Regions from separate parts of the Mus musculus genome. Here region 2 is linked to region 1. Evidence: chromatin contacts called from public Hi-C data. All regions are on one chromosome and are shown on one strand. Each heading gives the region's core, a stretch centred on a gene start, on an enhancer-like site or on the middle of the called end of the contact. The rest is flanking DNA. Distances are from core to core; before and after follow the strand shown. Region 1 holds the start of Has2 (hyaluronan synthase 2). Region 2 has its middle 210 kb from the start of Gm38516.

Region 1 (6,542 bases), core at 1,697-4,196:
ATTCCAGATACAAGGCTTTAGTTCAGAATCTCCATACAGGACTTGGGTTTGTCTAGAATTGCAAACACGTGACACATAACATATATACCACATCTGTGCTTTATGTCTACAAATTTTCACTGAAAATTAAAATGAAATTAAAATTAAAAACCTTTCTATCTACTAGAACACCTTTGGGAAAATTATTAATATGCAAGAAAAACACGATCTCATTTGAATTACTAATCTTACCTAGGAAGATGTAAACATTAAGTTTATGAATGAATCATTTTGCATAAGCTGCACGACAAAAGACAAAGATTTAAATTTTGGGTTCTTTTCAACCCAATTATTTTTTTTTTTTTTTTTGCAAAATGTAAAATGTCATCCATAAATAGGTTCCTGGGCTTGGATATGTGTTTTAGCTCATTCCACGGAAATACACCCTTCAATTAAAAACAAACAAACAAAAACAAAAACCGTATATTCTCAGGTCAAATATGTATTGACCATTCACATATTTATTCTTAAAAGAATCTATTAAAAAAAGCATCACACCTAGATTTAAAACCTCCAAAGGTACACTGCCTTACGCCTCTCTTCAGAGGGAAATCCCAGGCTAAGCCTTGAAATCTCCAATGGCCTGGGAAGCTGGTCTCCCCCACTTCAAGGAAGCCCATCTACTGTTTGCTTTACACTAAGCAGACCATGAGTAAGTGTATAAACTCTGGACTCTGGCTGGGGAGGGGAGGGGGAGCTTCCTAGCCAATCAGAGCCTCCAAATCTATTGCATCACACACCCCTCCCAGGGTGTGACATCAAATGCAATCCCAGCCCAGCCACGTGGGTTGAAGGAGTGTGTAGCGTTTCTGTGCAGCTGCTACAGAGACTCATTTGGCAGTAAAGGGTCCCAGGAGGTAGTGAAGTGAGATGGGCGGGGCGGGGCCTCCTGGGCTTCTACAAGTCCCAAGCCAGGACGCGGTTGTTGCAGCTGGCTATCTAGTGGCAAGGGTATCCGAGTCAGAATACTGTGCCCGGGAGTTTGGGGGATATCCAGAGAGGTGCTGGTGGAAACGGCACCTACACCTACGACTATGTAATGAGACCTGGGTCTTAGAAGCCTTCGTTCTCAGACACCGCCTATGCTTCCAGCCCTGTCTTAATGGTCCTTTCAGAGCTGTTTCCCCTGGGCTGCCTTTCTTGGGCCAGAGGAAGCCGCCTCTGTCGCCACGAAGTTCTCACCCTTACACAGACCCTCCTTTCAGACCCGCCCTCTGGTTCACCGGGACCGATTTCTAAGCCCTGGCTCACTCTGGGCGGGAACCACCGTGACGAATTCAGTCCAAGGTGTTGATTATCCCGTGTCTGGCTCTCTTCCCACCTCTTCCCAGGCTCCCAGGGCCCCTCGACCCCACATCGGACAAGGGGCTAGAGACAGAGTCCCCTAATCCCCCACACAACAGCGTCTCCAGCTGCAACGGAGGAAAGAAGCGCCAGCGTGCTCCGTGCCACGTCGGATTTGGCTCGGGACTTGGTGCAGCTGCGGGAGCGCAGCGCTGTCCGCGCGCACGCCCTGCCCAAGGGGTGCGGGCCGGCCGGCCAGCGCAAGGAGGGATGCGCGCTCTCTTCTCTCCCCCAGCGGCGAATGCCTGCGTGAGGGACCCCTTGCCCCAGGAAAGGCTTTCTCGGGGTGGCTGTGCCCGGATGCTCGCTGCCTGACACTTTAATGGAGTTTGGAAACTGCAAAGGAGTGGAGGCCCGGGAAAAGGGGGGAGTGGCTGAACCAGGATGGTAGCGCGAGGAGGTGGCGCAGGACTTTCCTTGGGGTCTCTTCCAGCCTAACGTAGCTGGAAACCCGGATCGTTTAACCCTTTCAGTCTAAGCCAAAATTGAGCGGTTTTGTTTGTACCCCCACCTCCACCCCCGCACAGAACTGTGCCAGGGTGTCCAGCCCACATACTGGTGGGAGGTGAGGGAGAAAGAAGGGAAGGGTAGGAAGGTAAGGACAGTTGTGGGATGAATTTTCCGTACACAGTGGAAATCCTTGTTTTCTGACTCCGGAGCCCCTTTGACGCTCGGGAAGATGCCCAGTGGAAAAGTACACCCCGGGACAATCAGCTTTCCTTGGCCACGCAAGTTACCTGTGCGCCCAGAGAGGCAGCGGATTTCACCGGATGATTAAAACCCAGGGTATGCTGCGAGACTTGATAGTGATTGGCAATATTCCCTCATGGGCAGTTTGTTGCGGGGGGGAGGGGGGGGAGTTGGGGGACACTTCAGACCTCAAATGTTTCTATAGAAACTAGGGGGTTTTTGTTGTTGGTTTTTTTTTTAAAGCTCTGTTGATAATTTCTTCTCTGCCCCCAATCTATCTAGGGAATTCAAAGTTCACCCAAACGCGTCTGTATAACGTACCTTGTTCAGCTCCTGCTCATAGACTCGTCCTCCGCCTGTCTGTGTGGTCCCGGAGGGTCGTGGAAGGAAGTTTCCAAAATTGAGGTAATAAGAAATCAGATGAATTTGAGACGACCGGCCAAAAAAAATAAGAAATTTAAAAACAACATTTAAAAAAAAAGATGGGGGAGCCTTAAATGCTTGGTTCTCCCCTCTTTGAGAAGAAATTTCACTAATATTCTCTTTTATTATTTCCGCTGCACTTAAGTCTTCTAATTCTTTTTGTTAAATGTGCTTTAAAAATAAATTAACTTTTCCCCCTGTTTTGCTATTTGCTCCAATCCCCTTCCCTCCGACGACACAAAATCTCTTTTCACATCAACCTACAAGCCGGGTCAAGACTCAGCAGAGTCTAGCAAGAGCAGAATGAAGAAGTCTTTGGCTGGTTCAAGTCCCCCGTTCAATGGGCTGCTCGAAGCCAGGACTGGGTAATTCTTTCCAGACGCCTTGACTTCTCCTTCTTCTTCGCTGTGGTTGCCTTTCTGCCTCCTCCAACTTAAGGGGGTCTTAACAAGTGAGCCGGTGGGTGTTTTAATAGGACGGAGGAGGGAGTGGGGGTGAGGGGAGTGGAGGAGGGAGGTGTAGACTGGGGAACCCGGAGGGGAGGGACTGGGCGGGATGGGAGGCGGGGAGGAGTGGGGGGAAGAGAGAGAAATTGGCCATTCAAAGCCCTCTCTGAGCTAGAGGCCGCTTCTAAACTCCAATGAATTCAATTAACTTGATTGTTAACGTGTGCTGAGAAACGCGGAGCACAGATGCTGACCACCGCCTGATACCTCTCCTCAGGCAGTGACCGCGGAGCGGGCAGCCCTGCTCTGCAAATATTGCTGAAGTCTGTCTGCGTTACAAGGATTCCCTCGACTTGATAAACTCCCCGTTGCATATAAATGATTTTAAGGCCAAACGGTTCTCTTAGGCTAAATCACTGCTCTTGGCGGAATACTGACTCTGTGTGTGTGTGCGCGTTGTGTGTGTGTGTGTGTGTGTGTGTGTACGTCCGTGCTACCTAGTTTGCTCCACAAATGGCCTAGGACGCTAAAAAGAGCGACTAGTTTGCCATTTGTTAACCCTTTCTTCCTCCCAGCTCTAAACTTTCTAAGCAAAAGGCAAATGTCAACGTCTCCCCCCCCCCCCCCCCGCAGTTTTCGCTGTGGGTGGGCTGGACACTGAAATGAGGAAAATTTTTAAATTTCTTTTTTTCTCATGATTCTCAGACATGAAAACATACAAAAGATTCTCGATTGGAAGTTTATAATAATGATGATAGCAATAAACCTGAGAAAGTGTACGGAAGCAGTCATCTCGTAAAACATCTGAAATTACTTTTGCCTCTTGACAGCCTTTTACTTAATGTTTTCAAAATACCATTTTAAAATTTCAATGACGCCAAGACTGGAGAGTTTTCTTTCTCGGGTTTTTTTTTTTTTTTTTTTTTTTTTTTTTTTTTTTTTCAACCTTAGGGCATCCGCGCCCTTTTCCCTTGATCCTTGCGGTCCCCGCCCCTGCCCCCACCCAAAGGAAAAGGTAAAAGGAAAAAAAAACTCAGAGAGCTACAATGGACACTAGGTGGCGCTGTTTAGGAAAAAATGAAAGCGGATTTACGCAGTAAGGCTAAAACTGAAATCTGCTAAAACCTTACTTGCCTTTTACTTCCTTTTCTGTTCTTCCCCACCCATCCCCTCCTTTCTTTTATTTCCCTTCTTCGTGCTCTTGATGTGGGCTTCGTTTGAGTTCTACCGCATCTTGATGCTGTATGGTATATGTGTTTCGGATAAGATCGGAATATAAATTTGGGCAATAGTTAAAGGTCAGACAAAAAGAGAAAAGTGGAATAAACCGGGAGTGAGGCTCGCAACATATCAGGCAGGTGTGGAGTTGAGGATTGTGAATAGGGATGCAGAGTGTGACTGCAACTCGCAGTTGTCAGCCGACCCATCCCCCACAAAGCTGGATCTGCAAAGCCAGTCCCCCCACCCCCGACCCTCACCTCCCCCCACACACCCAAACACAAGGCCATTTCACCTCTGGGAGCCATCACTTTGGTGGCTGACTTCATGCCACTCTGGGGAGACTTCCTCATTTCCCCCCCACAACTCTCTTGACTCTAGCCTTTGAACTCCCGCTTGAGGTGATTCAACTGTTGCAAAGACTGCCTTAAATTTCAGAGCGCAATTTCATCACACTTAATCAGACCTGAGCTTCCTGGTTTTTCATGGTCTGGGAAGTGGTAAATTGCTATTTTAAAGTATTACTCAACTTCTGCGCCGTGACTTATAATGTAAATTAAACTGAGTTGGGAGAAATTGTGGGATGCCAAGTCTCTACCTGTAAACTCCCCAGTGGCCTCATAGCTCCCATTTCTCTATCTCTAAATGCCTAAATGCCCACAAGCAAAGTTACTCTAACAGTTGCTTAATAGTGTTAAATCGTCCTTATGCTAACAGTTCAAGCAGCAGAACACCTAGTAAAACTAAGTTTCTTTATTAAAGAAAAACACATTTGTTGTTTCTTCCTTGTAATTCATAAGCCATAAAACAAAGTTGCATGCCCTCCGCCCCCCCCTCCCCCCAGCTGTAGGCAAGTATAAACTTTGGTTCTACATCTGTGCACTTCCCTGTCCTCACAGAGGCAAGAGAGAAAATACTAGCATAATTTAAAGCTAACAGTTAAAGTTCCCTATAAGCGAAGAGGGATCCACAATTCAAGAGTCCTTACACTCAGATCACACCTTTAATATTTATTGTCTGTGGGATTGGAAAGGCACTTCAGTTTTCTGGAAGTAGATGCTAGTGGAGAAAAAAAAATCAAAGAAAAGGAACGTTTATCGTTGATGCATTCATATTCTCTCTCTGTCTGTCTATCTCTTGAAAATATTTATAGTATCACATGTTGATACTGAAATTTATTGGTGTACTGGGTTATTCTGATGTCCAAATTATCACTACTAAACTATTTACAAAAACAATTAATCATTAGCACTATGTCCAAGCTTGTCCACTAATATATTTCGATACTGGAGCCTTTCATACACATCTTGAGGAATGCAAATTTCTCACGTGAGAATTTTTCTCCTGGATGTTTCGTGTTTCCAGCAGCAGGAGCAGCAGCAGCAGAGGCTGTCAGTTGCTGAAACTGTGCAGGCAGGTTTGCTTCATAGAGGGAAAAAATCATGAAGCTGAGCATTATTCGTGCACAGCCATAATCCCAGCTCTTAGAAGAATAAAGACCAATCTTGCCTACAGCGTGATACAAGAGTCAGTGAAAACAATGAACTGTTAGGAGTTTCCTCATTCAAGTAAAAAAAAAAAAATGTCCCAGGAGCTACATATCCATTACAGAAAGCAAACATATGGAACCCTTTCCACCTAGCAACCATGTAAGTAAGTGCACTGCAGAAAGCTTTTCCCACCCTGCGACATTGGTGGCTCACGCCTTTAATCCCAGCACTTGGGAGGCAAAGGCAGGCGGATTTCTGAGTTCGAGGCCAGCCTGCTCTACAGAGTGAGTTCCAGGATAGCCAGGACTACACAGAGAAACCCTGTCTCAAAAAAACAAAGCAAAACAAAACAAAAACAAAGCAGAAGGCTTTTCCCTGTGCATCTCACATCTTCACATATATTCTTAAAAGCTGGTAAAGTCAAGGGTTATAATTTACTCAGCAATTCCCACTACGTGATCCAGGGCTTTCTCAAATGAGACGGTCCTTTGCTCATGAGTGTGTCTGGGGGTCACTTCAGTGCAATGATGTTTTTTCTTCCTGAAAGTCTGGCAGGTTACCCACTACTCTCTGTGTCAAGGCAATGAGGAAGATAAAAACAATGTGTTAGAATCATTATAAGTATAGTTGATAGTCTTGAAGAGTCTTGGGTTCCTGCAAGGATTGAAAAAATACTATTTTATGTTATATATAGTAAATGCTGTAGTATGTGACTCTGTGTTCTTCTTGTTGATTTTACTTGCCGATAGACATAAGATGGCAAACTAGGAACAGAGATGTCCAGAGGGAATACTTAATGCTCCTTATGACAAAAAGACCCAGAGACTAGGACAAATATTAGAAAACTTTTGGCTTATTGTATGTGATTTAACATGTTTTTAATGACATTAAT
Region 2 (6,542 bases), core at 1,583-4,082, 280 kb after region 1:
GGGGCACATCTTTTTTTTTTTTTTTTTTTTTTTGACTAGCATATGCATCAGCATATAGCACATAAACTTTGAAACAGCAAAAGCTTTGAAAGCAAGGATAATGAAGGATTCATCTACTTTGTTTTCAAAAGAAAGAAAGAAAGAGAAAGAAAAACAATCATGTTAGAAATCTTCTTAACACAATATGAGCACAATACAAATAAAATGTTGAGTTTTAAGTTTCTTCCAAAAAGTAGATGAGCTTTTGCCAACTCAGTCAGTTTCTAATTTGTGCGGTCAAGGGTATGTAAGTCAGTTCACTATATGATGAAACTGTTTAATATGTACCCAGAGAAGAAGTCTTTGGAAAACATAACTATCTGCCAAAATAATATTACAATTTTAACCCATGAATCTAGTATCATATACCCATTTCAAATGTAAATTAGAATTATGAACTATGAAGAGTTATAGGCAACATCACGCCCTAAATGTGCAATGTAGATGGTCATTTGTCCCCTAGGTCAATGCACAATTATATCCTACATGTCACCAAGTAGAACAGGGGGAGAATAACAGAAGAATGTACTAACAGAGAAGGTAGAAATAAGATCAAATAAGGGGGTCACTGAAAGAAGTCAAAAAATAAAGGAGAGGAAAACAAGAACAAAATGCACACTAGGAGGAGGAAGAGGAGGAGGGCTGTCACTACCACCACTCATAGAGACATAAGTGTTACGAAGGAAAAACAAATGGTGTTTGTGCAAATTGTTATTTCGCTTTCTACCATGGATTTGACACTCGTGTATTATTTAGTCTTATTCTTTGGAATGCCTGAGATAGGTATATTCATACCGATTTGATCTTATATTTTAGCGTGGTCTTTTAGAAGCAAACCTGATCTTTTTTTATTTTTAAGATATATTCATTTATTTTATGTATGTGAGTACACTGTTTCTCTCTTTAGACAAATCAGAAGAGGGCATCGGATTCTGTTACAGATGGTTGTGAGTCACCATATGGTTGCTAGGAATTGAACTCAGGACTTCTGGAAGAGCAGTCAGTGCTGGTAAACACTGAGTTATCTCTTCATCCCAGCCTAATCTTTTTTTTTAATGGCAGACAGAAAGGGAGTGGATCGAAACTGGGGAGGAAGTGGGAAGAAAGTTGGAGGCGTAGAGGAAAGGGAAAGGCTAATCAGGATACATGTGAGAAAAGAATCTGTTTTCAATGAAAGGAAAAAAATAAAATAAATACAGACCTTTTAACCCCGCAATATATAGTTATATAGATATAGAAGATAGATAGATAGATAGATAGATAGATAGATAGATAGATAGATAGATAGATAGAAAACAATAATAGACTCAGTGATCATTGAAAAAGAGGGGTTGGAAAGAATGTGAGAGCTGAGAGTCGGGGAAAGTATTACAAAGCATATCTTTTAGATATGACACACCTGAGACTCTAGCAAATGTGTCTCTCTATACAAGACTTTCACAAGACCAAGATGCTAAAGGGAAGGAGCTTTCAAGGCCCATTCATATTGGAGGAGCTACTGATTGTTGATAGCTGCTAAAGGAGGAGAGTCACTTTTCCTGGGAAATGGGAGCCATCACCCAGTAGACGTCTTCACATATGTTTATGATAGGCTCTAATTGGTATCATGGAATAGTAATAAATTAATAAGAATAAAATTAAAAGAGAGCATGACGTTTGGGGGTAGGTATGTTATTGAGGCCTGGAGGGCAGGAGTTCAAAGGGGTAGTGGCAGTATATCTGACAAAAAGCACTGTATGTGTATAAGAAAAGTTTAAAGAATAAATGAAAATATTGCCCTAAAAAAAAGCCAATTATCCACAGTTAAAGAAAACAGAGTTCCTGAGCAGCTCACTGTTAAAGTAGAGAGATAAAACACTTTTGGATGATATTAAATTAATAATCAATTAGGATGATTACTGCAGTAAGATAAGTAGAAATCAGAAGGGATTCCTAGAACAGGGTGTAGTCCTGTTAGTGAACCAGTGTGGCTTTTTAAAAGACCCTGCATTTTTACTGAGACTCAGAGAAGGGCTACATTATTCACTAGAGATTAGTGATCACTAAAAATCAGGGATTAGTATGAGTGAGCTGATCAATTTAATATATAAAAATGACAGGGCCCTCCTCTGAAGTCCAGTGCTACTCAGCCTTCAATATTGTTCAGGCTAGCTTTGAACTCACAGCAATCTTCCTGCTTCAGCCTTCAAAGTGCTGAAATTATAGATGTGAGCCATCACACCCAGAAAAGTGTAAGCGATTGAAACATAAAAACTTCATTGACTAATGACTTATAATATGAAAAGTTAAAAATCAAAAAAAGTTACATGTGGATATGTTAATTTATTCTTGATATTTTTGATGTGGATTTGAAAGAAACTGTCATGTTGTACTGTAGTAGATTTCAAAGTGTCAGAGGCAAGAGAAAAACATTTCCTAGATGACAAAAAAAAAATAGTGTACGTGATAGTGTGACAATTTATAAGACTTGCCTAAATATAACCCATAGGTAATCACCTCCAGTCTGGCAACATGCTGATCTTGTACTTAGCATCTACGACTTCTCACAGGTCTTTCAGGATTGAGTGTCAATGCCTTCCTCTGAAACAGGAGAATACTAAAACCACAAAATAGTATGTAATTGAGTAATCAAATAGCTGCCTTGCATTAAGTCCATAAGAGACAGGAGCCAATTATCTCTTCAAGAAGAATCTGATTCATTTGGAATAAAAATAACCTGACCTGCTTACCCTGAGCGCCTCATTACCCACAGAGGATCCATTTACAGGAACTCTTGATGAATCAGTGAAGCACAAGCAGGCATGACTCTTCAAGACAGGATTGAGAGCCAACTCCAAGAAGACTAAGACAACTGGCTAATTTCACACCATCTCAAAGAGCCCAAATTGAACAATAACTTCATTATCTATCACAAAACATGACTGAAGTTAAGCCACTGTTAATCCCTGGAACTACTTAGACTTGCCAAGGAGGAGAGGACGGGGGTGGACAAAGAAAGAGAAAATCCCCACAGCTCTAGGTAAATCATTGCAACTGTTTACAAGACAAAAGAGGAGCTCTATAGAAACCGATTATAAACAGCATATGTTATTAAACTCAAAACACATGAAAGAATAAAGGAAAGCCACATATATTTTCTCAGTGTGACAGGGTCTGAGTCAAGTTCTGTGGCAAGTTGAATAAGGCCACAAAAAAAGACCTTGGCATCTTTCATAGATCATTAAAATGCTCCTTTCCCCCCAAAATAAAAGCATTTGCCTCTTTAATATGGATGAAAGCCCATAGAATACATTAAATGCTGTGCACACATATCTACTCTCCTGTCCTGGAAACAGCTATAGCTGCATAATGTATACTTATGATTGAGTAACCAAGCTCTTCCCTGCTGAACCCCTCAAAAGCCATGGGGTCACTTTTCCAAGCAATTCCTTCTAATGGTTTCAGTACACTTTTATTTTTTTAAAGGGTATTGAATATCATTTGTTTTAGAATTAGTCTTCAATAGGTTTATCCCCCTGTGTGTCTGTCTTCTATTGTTATAGGACAAATTATTGCATACTTTGTTATTGGCTCACAAGTGTGACATTGAGAAAGCCTGGCACAATGTGGCTGGGTTTGTTGTTGTTGTTGTTGTTGTTGTTGTTGTTGTTGTTGTTGTTTTATTTTGTTTTTTTTTCTTGCAGGATTGAAGTCAAGCTCTTGGCTTGCTGCATTCTTATCCCCGCAGGAATATTTCTTTTCTTCACAGAACTCCCATCTTTGCAGCTAGGACTCTCAATTTGACAGAGAATGTAGTCTTCAAGCTTTGCATCTTTCTGAGTGACTCTTTTTATGACTCCACAGAGAAAATCCTCATTGTGAAAAGTTAATTCCTATGGCTTTTAGGTCCCGTGGCATAATGCAACATTAGAAGAGATTTCGGGATATTTATGAGCTCTCAGAATTAGAGTTTCCATGTTTGAAACCATCTTCTAGAATTCTGCCTACTGCCCCCTGGGTGGTACTTGGAGAACATCTTTAACTCACATGCTATCAGCAGCATTTTCTATTGTTTGTGGCAGTGCCAACTGAACAGGAGCTAGCAAGAGCTCTTTCACAGAGTTGTGAACCCCAAACCATTCTTTACTTTTTAGTTTGAAACAGAGTCTCACTAAACTCTTCAGACTGGTCTTGGGCTCACTTCATAGCTCACGGTAAATTCAAGCTTGACATCTGCTTGAATCAGCCTCCTCAATACCTAGGATTGTAGGCCTCCCACACCAGACTATTCTTCTATTTGATTTAAATAGGCACTGTTACAGCTACTCTCCCTGAACTATATGTCTACTAGAAAATTGATTCTTAACTTCTTGGTTAGTCCTTACAATTCTAAATACACTCACTTTGTTCACAGTAATGTATCAGCTTATCAGCTTTCCTGGACCTTAATGTAAAGAAGACAAAACTTCCTGCCCAAAGTATAATTGTACCTCTGTATATACTTACATGCATACATACATGCATGCATACATACATACATAACCAAAATATGTGAAATGCTAGCTTACATTCTATGTACAGAGTCCTCCCCTTGTAGTACTTAGTAAGATAACACAGCATCTTTGACAGAACAAGACAGAGTGTCAATATCCTATAAGGTGGACTCCAGGTAGCCTTCGTTAGGTACTTACCTTTCAACACTGGATTACCTGTATAATCTTTGGAGACTAAGAATATTAATACATTTACTGCAAAGACCCAAGCATTTTTCTTGGATAAGTGGAAGAATTATAAATAAATAAAAGAATAGTACAACATCATGCCAATAGCTCTACATTCATGTCTGTTTATCTTTCAGAAATGATTTATCAATTCAACCTGGAGATTAATCACATAAATTCTGACTGTAAATGCAGAGACACAACACATTGTTTCTGAGGATTCTGAAGGGATGGATCACACACAGCAACTCCCCTTTTACTCAGCCCCTCAAGTTTCCACTTATACAGTAGGTACATTGAAAGTTGATGCATGGTGCTATAAAAATCGCTTAGAGATGCAGGCAGGAAATATGTGCATTGGTTTGTCTTTCTCACATGTGTTCTGATTACTTGAAAATAGTAGGAACTTCAAATGTGATGATAATTACAATAAAACAACAATTTATCAAAGTATTTCAAATGGGAATTTAGAAATGGCTACTTTTGAATGGCAGGTATCTCTCTGAAGCTTTCTAGATGGGTCTGCCTAGTAGGTTTTCCTTTCTAAGCAGATAAAATATTGTATTTTACATAAAACGTTGGAGTGACTCCAGATTGCAAGGTAGTAAGTCTTGAGTCAGTAATGAGTAAGCAGGTTCCTTCAAGTGTTTGTCACCTGGGTTTCTTCTGAACCTGTGGAATTCAGTTCACAAAGATAGGCATCAGGCTTAATTCTGAGAAGCATGAACTTCCTGTGTTTATAAGTAAACAGTAGGCATTTGAGAAGTTGAGCTCTTTGTCAACTTCTTGATGAGTGACTTTGAAAAGATGAATGGATGCAAATGTCAGATAAGGCCTAGAGAGCCGGATTGTGTATCCAGGTTGTCTAAATTTTGTTGACTGTGAGACTTAACTTCAATGTCTGTTCACTGTTAAGCAAATCAGCGGAAGCTCACAATGCATTGTTGGCCCTCCAAAAACAAACTCCATCAAGAAAGAAAAGTCACACAGTTTCAACATTCTCTTCCCATCTTATTCTTGTTAAAAATAGTTTTAAGACATGACATTCTCTTCTTGGCCACTAAGGTGAGCTGAACCTTTAGAAAAATGCATTGAGTTATTTTGTTTTACCTAATAAATTCTCAATAATAATTTAATACAGAGAATTGTTTAAAGAAAACAGGGATGTTTCTACTATTTTTGTCACCTGAGGAATAGTGGTGCTTTTTTACTCTTTCCAACTTTTAAACAACACTCAATTATAGATATACACATAAATGAGAATAATAATCCAGACTTGTCAATTGTTTCAAATTTTCATTGTGAGACTTAAGACTTACAACTTATGAATAATTGAGGTAGGATATGAATGTGTGTCTGTGTGTGTATGTCTCTGTGTGTTTGTGTGCGTCTATGTGGGCATTCATGCGTGCTTTAATGTATATGTGCTTATAAACTCTTAGTATTGTATGTATTTATTTATATGTTAATGTATGTAAAAATTCTAGAGTGTTCTCCCTAACTGTTGTATTCAGGCATGTGTCATAGTATGCACAATATTCTCATTAAACCTCTCTGAAAAATGATCATATCTCTTAAGTTATGTTATTTACAACCTTGTTTTATCTTGTTTCCTATACTTCAATAAACTCATATTGGTCTGTATTAACTTTGAATTTTACCAAAGATATATCATCAGGATTTGAAGGAGTAAAAATTCAATTAATTAAAATGAAACTTGTCAATGTGCTAAGCAATAGATTTAGTTATATAATTACTCAGCAATAAATATACAGTCACACTTAACTTTATGTGACTTTGATA

Evidence for each region. A called contact is a pair of places that touch in the nucleus more often than the background predicts.
Region 2: a contact with region 1 is called in a Hi-C map of the C2C12 cell line, with 2.9 times the contacts expected there. The contact joins the enhancer-like site here to the promoter of Has2 in region 1. A contact is called at or near these places in 5 of 39 promoter capture datasets (the 3T3-L1 cell line, 3T3-L1-derived adipocytes, frontonasal cranial neural crest and 1 more), 1 of 484 Hi-C or Micro-C datasets (the C2C12 cell line) and 1 of 115 datasets of contacts at active chromatin or transcription factors (embryonic fibroblasts).

What each region holds. Positions count from the first base shown.
Region 1 is chr15:56,691,600-56,698,141 of GRCm38.p6, forward strand. It overlaps Has2 (hyaluronan synthase 2), which reads right to left and starts at 2,947. Exons shown (of 4, transcript NM_008216.3): 1 at 2,395-2,947. It overlaps Has2os (hyaluronan synthase 2, opposite strand), which reads left to right. Exons shown (of 4, transcript NR_002874.2): 2 at 2,015-2,169; 3 at 2,356-2,478; 4 at 2,764-2,861.
Region 2 is chr15:56,972,874-56,979,415 of GRCm38.p6, forward strand. No RefSeq gene overlaps it. Among named protein-coding and RNA genes, the nearest start is that of Gm38516, 210 kb to the left of the region's middle. Within about 2 kb of position 2,833, at least 26 of the 459 cell types and tissues checked have an H3K27ac peak or open chromatin away from gene starts, as enhancers often do. A contact at or near this core is called in the C2C12 cell line and embryonic fibroblasts, where this site is marked.